2 separate regions of the Mus musculus genome follow, and region 1 is linked to region 2. A link is a contact called in public HiChIP or PLAC-seq data. All regions are on one chromosome and are shown on one strand. The core of a region is the stretch at or near the end of the contact, and the rest is flanking DNA. Distances in the headings are between cores, read along the strand shown.

Evidence for each region. HiChIP or PLAC-seq counts read pairs in DNA pulled down with a chosen protein or histone mark.
Region 1: an H3K4me3 HiChIP or PLAC-seq map of embryonic basal ganglia shows a contact between it and region 2, with 2.5 times the contacts expected there. The contact joins two enhancer-like sites. A contact is called at or near these places in 1 of 484 Hi-C or Micro-C datasets (nephron progenitors) and 2 of 115 datasets of contacts at active chromatin or transcription factors (embryonic basal ganglia and embryonic forebrain).

Annotation. Positions count from the first base shown.
Region 1 is chr5:112,028,792-112,032,278 of GRCm38.p6, forward strand. No RefSeq gene overlaps it. Among named protein-coding and RNA genes, the nearest start is that of Gm36794, 84 kb to the left of the region's middle. Within about 2 kb of position 1,375, at least 20 of the 459 cell types and tissues checked have an H3K27ac peak or open chromatin away from gene starts, as enhancers often do. A contact at or near this core is called in embryonic basal ganglia, where this site is marked.
Region 2 is chr5:111,841,952-111,845,146 of GRCm38.p6, forward strand. No RefSeq gene overlaps it. Among named protein-coding and RNA genes, the nearest start is that of Gm29935, 50 kb to the right of the region's middle. Within about 2 kb of position 1,285, at least 33 of the 459 cell types and tissues checked have an H3K27ac peak or open chromatin away from gene starts, as enhancers often do. A contact at or near this core is called in embryonic basal ganglia, where this site is marked.

The DNA.
Region 1 (3,487 bases), core at 125-2,624, 190 kb after region 2:
AGTTCTTCTTCTGGTCCTCTCTCTCTTCCTGTCCCCGCTTCCGAGTTCTTCCTCTGTGCCTTCCTACTTCCTTCCCAGTAACTTGAGGACTTCGTACAGACACATGGGCTGCAGTGTGAGCAGCTGATATATGAAGACACCATGAACACAGAAGAGCCGGGTGTCCACATGTACAGGATGGGGCTAGACCCACCCCTACTTCTCACTGGCTCAAGTCAGTCCTGAGACAGAAAAACAGCTAGAAAAAATTATCAGGATGGGGGTGCAGACCATGGGGCAGGGGGTGGGGAATATGACGTCAGGCACCCGCAGTAAGTGGGAAATTATGCTAAGAATTGTCTGCATGGCGACACAGTCGCAATGGGAGAAACGGGCCTCAGCATTGCAGAGATTGCTGATTGGCTCGCCTCTGCCTTCTCAGATCCCCAGGACTCAACGGAGTCAAGAACTAAGCAGCTCTGTGGCAAGCCCATGGCCCCAGCCCTAAAAACCTCACCACCACTTTATTCTTAGCAAACCCACCAGTTTCCAAGTTCCCATATCAGGTAGGAGCCAACTGTGCTGTCTCAGGTGACTTGTGCAACTACTTTGAACCTTGACTTTCTCTCTTGGAGCTATTAGGAATTCCTGTGAGGTTCATGGCAAGGAAGCTGCCCTGCCACTGTGCAGGTCCTACCTGTAAGAGCCTTCATTATCATCAGCCTGTCCTGTGACCACTGACCTGAGTCCCTGACTCTCTTCTCCAAAAGACCAAGAAATGTCTATTAACAGAAGGCAGGAAAACAGGCAGGCACAGATAAAGAAGTAAATTGGATCCCTCCCTACAAGCCATGTGACAATATCAGCAAGGCACAAACAATACTCAGCCTAGCAGGCATGCCTCTATCCCAGAAGCCTCTGGGCCACGAGCCTGAGACAGGCAAAGCCACATAGCATCATCCAACATCACCTGCTTTGCCAAACAGGGCACCAGGGTCTGGAGGCAGGAGACAACTCAAATGGGAAGAAGCAGAGACAGGATTTGAACTACAATCTCTCTATAGATTTTACCCGATGCCTCTTGTGCAGAAACCAGCTGTACATACCAGCTATAGTAGGTGCTTAGGAAACCTGCCCTCTCCACACCCCTCCTTCTGCTCTTTCCCCATCTTTCAGCACAGGGACTAGCAGATCTTCCCACGAATCCAGAAGAGACTGCTAAAATATCACTAACCCCCATCCGTCTCTCAGGGCCTGCCTGTATCCTCGAGTCCCTGATACATCTCCTGCCTTCCCTGAAAGGCTTGGGAATCCAGGAAAAGCAGGGACCACTCCTGGCAACGGGCCTCCTGCCCGTCCCGTGGTTGCCATGGCAACAGTGCCAGCATCCATCTTCTTCAAGTCCCTCTTCCCGGCTCTGCATCCCTCCCTCTCCTGTCACGTCAGATGAAGGACAGGGGCTGAGACCTAGCCACGGAACTGCGGAGGAGCAGAAGGAGAGGACGGCTATAGACAGAGCCATGTCAGGCTCAGACAGGGCTGGAGGAGGTTCTGGGTCCCCACCAGTCTGGGAAACTTCATTCCTTTCAGTGTCTTCTTGGACACACAATGCACATCAAACACTGTGCTGAGGGTTTTTGCATCCACTGCCCTACTTCAAATTCAGCATAAATGGAGGGTCTTCCTATGGGAGGCTTGCTTTTCTCTTCTTCCTTCAGCCCACTCTAGCTGGCCAGGCCCACACTACACCTCTTGCATCTCAACAAATCTTACACTGTTTGAAAAACTGTCCTCCCCCAAGCACTCCCCTTCTCTGTTTTTTGTTTTGCTTTCTTTTGTTCTTGTTTTTCAAGACAAGAAAGACCTCACAATACAGCTCTGGCTGGCCTTGAACTTGGAGATCTGTCTACCTCTGCTTCCCAAAAGCTAGGATTAAAGGTGTAGCCACCACCACTGACCTAGATTTGTTTACTTTTAATTGTCTCTGTGTGAGTCAGTGCACATGTAGACATGAGCACAGATCTCCCGGAAGAGGGCATCAGATCCCTTGGAGCTGGAGTTACAGGCAGTTGTGAGCCACCTAATATGGGGAGGGAGAGAGTTGGGAGTTGAACCCAGATCCCCTGCAAGAGCAGGGAGCATTCCTCACTGCTGAGCTGTCTGCAGAAATGGCCCCACCTGTCTAACTGCAAATCCCAAGTCTTCCAGTGGCACCAGGAGGCTTCTAAGATTGATCTGATGCAAAGAAATGAGGTTGTGCCGGGCAGTGGTAGCACACACTTTTAATCCCAGCACTTGGGAGGCAGAGGCAGGTGGGTTTCTGAGTTGGAGGCCAGCCTGGTCTACAGAGTGAGTTTCAGAACAGCCAGGACTACACAGAGAAACCCTGTCTTGGGAAAACAAACAAACAAACAAACAAACAAACATTTAAAAAGGAATGTAGGTTGTGCATAACAGTGTGATTGTGAAGTTGAGAGGTATATGCAAGGGCGGAGGCTTCATACTATCAAGGAACAGACAGCTTGGTCTGTGGCCTCTGGGTGCCCCTTAACCTCTGTTAACAGGTCAAGAATGCAGGCACGGACCCAGGAGGACCAACCACACTGATGGTAACTTCCCAAGGAGACGTGAGCCTGCCACACCAGGAAGCTCCCAACTGGCAGGACATTTACAGATCACCTTTTCAACCCACCCCACAGATTGGAAAACAAAACCCAGATCAGGGCAGGAACAAGTCCCAGGTGATGTGATGAAGCATGAGGCAGGACTTGAACCTTAGTAGTGCAGAGCCGTCACCAGTTGTACCCCAATTCATGACGTCCCATGCCAGAGCAACAGAGGCCTGGGCATGGTATCCATAGAGCAGGATGAGCTTTGTTGGCCAGGAACAGTGCCGAATTTTAAAATACATCAGCTTGGTTTTCAATGCTACAAAACAGAGATGCTTACCAACTTCCTCATCACAGGAGATGAGGGATCGGAGTTATGTGAGTTCCTAAGAACTGGCAGGGTGATTGCCACACACTTGGAAGCTTGAAAACCCCAGCTTGTGCCACACCATTTTTGAAGTCAGTCATCAGTTGGACCTAAGCAAGGTGTCATGGTTTGTATATGCTCTGCTCAGGGAGTGGCACTATTAGAAGGCATGGCCCTGTTGGAGGAGGTGTGGCTCTGTTGAAGGAGGTGTGGCCTTGTTGGAGGAGATGTGGCCCTGTTGGAGGTGGTATGGCCCTTGAAAGAGGTGTGGCCCTGTTGAAAGAGGTGTGGCCCTGTTGGAGGAGATGTGGCCCTGTTGGAGGAGATGTGGTCCTGTTGGAGGAGGTGTGGCCTTGTTGGAGGAGATGTGGCCCTGTTGGAGGAAGTGTTGGAGGTGGTGTGGCCCTTGAAAGAGGTGTGGCCCTGTTGAAAGAGGTGTGGCCCTGTTGGAGGAGATGTGGCCATGTTGGAGTGGGTGTGGCCTTGTTGGAATAGGAGTGGCCTTCTTGGAGGAAGTTTGATCTTGTTGGTG
Region 2 (3,195 bases), core at 35-2,534:
CACTGACAGAAATGGTTTGTGATTGATCGATGCCGAGGCCCCCACCGATCTTTTTTATGAGATGTTGCGGTAGATCCCAGGGAGGTACCACTGTGGTTTCGCTGTGAGGTCTCAAGTGCATCCATTCCCCCTTTCTCAGGACTTGAAACGTATCTGGCTCCTTGGGGGACTTGTCCTTTCGTGGCTTCGGATATTAGAACACCTCCCATTCTGTTTTCTCTAGGGGTGCCCACTTCAAGAATGTAGGGCGGGCAGTGTGGTCCCTGCCTCCAAGCCTGCAACCTTGCGGTCTGCAGTTCCTTGATTATCATAGGGGGTTTTCATGTCCCTTAAAGTACAGCCTGTGTCCTGTTCAGTGAAAGTAACAGGGAGAGAGTGAGGGCATCGTCATGGGGTTTCCTGTGAGAACCCCAGTCACTCTGCCTCCTGTCTGGGAAGTGCAAGATTGGGGCGGTGCTACCTGAAGCATGAATTCAAAAAGAAAAGTCAGATGTTGGGCATGGGGGTGCACACGTGTCACCCCAGCATCCTGGATGCCGAGTTCTGGGAGGACATCAAGTTCTGGGTGACTCTGTCTCAAAAAAAAAAAAAAAAAAAGACGGAAAAACAAAACAAAACTGTGTCACGTGACCTCGATGTACGCGTAAGAACCAACAGAGCATGCTCCACACACTGGCAGCAGGCATGCCCGGGGCAGGATCTCGGGTTTCCGGTGTTGTACTGAAATACACCAGGCAGAGCATTTTATAAAGAGAGAGGCTGTCGGGTCACAGAACTGCGCATCTCCTGGACTTTAGTGGGGGTTCCCCGGCGATGGTTCACGGTGGAGGATGCGGTGTATGAGGGGAAAGGAGGGGAAGGAGAGGGATTTAGGGCACCCGAGGACTTGCTTTCATTCTCCAAGATCCTGTCTACTCATACAGTCACATTCTGAGATCAAAGGGGGGGGGGAGGGGTGGGATGCTGAGCATACAAATTGGGGGTGCACAACTATATCATAATACAGTGTGTGTGACTTGGAACACCCCAATATCCCAGAGTCTGCCTCTCCTCACTCCCTGGTGCCCCCCAAGGGGGCTGGTTTGCTTCTTCTACTCTCTGACATCCCAGTCCCTTACTTTCATGTCTGTCCCTCTTTCCCAGTCCCTCTGGCCTTTGTATGGAAATAACCCATGTGTCACAGGAGACAAGTCTTTGTTCAAAAAGCTACTGCAGCAGCCAGCACCCAGAGCTCCTCCAACACAGGTCACTGTCCTGTTCAGGGATGTTTGTTGATTGCTCATTGACCTGGGAGTCCTCTGTCTTCAGATGAGAGTAGCTCTGAGCCTGCTTGCTACATACTTGTGCTCTCTCCTCTCCTCTCCTCTCCTCTCCTCTCCTCTCCTCTCCTCTCCTCTCCTCTCCTCTCCTCACCTCTCCTCTCCTCCCCTCTTTCCCTTCCTTTCCTTTTTCCCCATTCTCCCCCCCCTCCAGAAGCCTTAGTCACAAACAATCAGGGTGGGACAATGTCTTCTCCAGGAGAGATATGGGGGTCATCTTTTATTAAGAAGAGAGCTTTTGAAATGCACGGTGAGTGGTGTCCCCCTCATTAGCCGGAGAGGGATCAGGACCAGCAATCTAGTTGATCAGCAGCCGCAATTTATTTTAAACTGCCCGTTTTCTGGATGTCAGAGGACGACTTTTATGTATAATCTTATTTCCAATTTCAACAAAGAACACTTCACTCATGTTGGGTGCAGAGATTTTTTTTTCCTCTCCATAGACAATAACCGATTATAAAAGCAGCTCCCGGCCGCCTCCCCCCCCCCCCAACCCATCTCGTCGTGGTGTTGACATATGGAAATGAGGCAAATGTAATCCCTGTAATTACAAGCATTGTAAGCAGGGTACAATTAGTGTCTCTCCAAGCCGATGTTGTAATCAAAAGACGTTGGTGACACAGTCCAAGGATGGAGGAGACACTCCACAGAACCCAACATGGGTTGGAAAGAAGTTTCTTTCTTTCATTTTCTTCTTCTTCCCACACGGAGACAAATGTCGCCTCCTATTCTCTCATGAGTGGGTGAGGAGAAATCAGTTCTAATTATTTACTCCGCCCATCTAGACCCACGCAGACAGACAAGGGGGCTCCACTTTAAAAATAAACCCAGCCACGTGGCAGGTAGGGCTGGGCTCTGCGGGAGCTGGAATATTTAGACGGTGGCTTTTAAGGTCACCTGTTCTACCGGGGGTATGTCAAGGCACCCGCTGGCCAAATGGGGCCCCATGGGTGAAAGTCAGACACCCACAGGGCTTCCATGTTATCAAACACATTTGGGGCTCAGGGCTGTGGCCGTCACAGATACTTTGCTCATATTTTATTTGAAAACCTTTGTCGGCGTTTAGGTGCCAAGGGGGGTTTGTAGCAAGCATGTGACGCCCGACTCCTGAGAAATTAGAGCTGATCACAAAGGGGAGACCTGTGGTGACACAGGACACCATGGGTGTCCAGTGCCTGTAGGTCCCTGGGGATTCCCACCACTTGCTCAATTCCCACTGAACCACCAAGTTGAAGGAGCTCCACAGACTGGGGCTGTCTGCAGAGTTTGTGGGAGAGCCATTGTGCCTTCCACCTCGGCTGTCTTCCATTTCTATGAAGCACAGTCCCCTTCCTAGTCCCCAAGCCCAGTGCTTCGGGGTGTGTCCTTCCCTGCCAAGCAACAACCAGGCATCCCTACCTGTGCCAAACACAGCTCACCAGCCTTCCCAGGAGGCAGGTCCCTCCCTACCTCCATGGGCATCTACCTCCCAATGCAGTGTGGCAGTTGGGGAGGGGGAGGAGGCTACATTTGAGTTTCTGAATGAATTATTCAACGAGGATTTCTTTGTTGCCTCCAAAGTGAGTGCAGGGGAGGGGGGGGGAGAGAGAGAGAGAGAGAGAGAGAGACAGACACACAGAGACAAACAGAGAGAGGCAGAGACACAGAGAGACAGAGACAGAGAAGAAAAAGAAGGTTGGATAGTTACAGAGCCGATGGTGTGCTCATCACAGCTTAGAGAAAAAAGAGGGAAAAGAAAAAAATGAGGGAGAGGGGACAAAGGAACAGAGAGAGGTGCAGGAGAGAGAAGAGAGAGGATGAGAAAGCAGGGAGGGCGGGGTAAAGGAAAGCTCTATTATTCCCGTTGAAATTGCCCAGCTAAGGAGATACAAGCTCT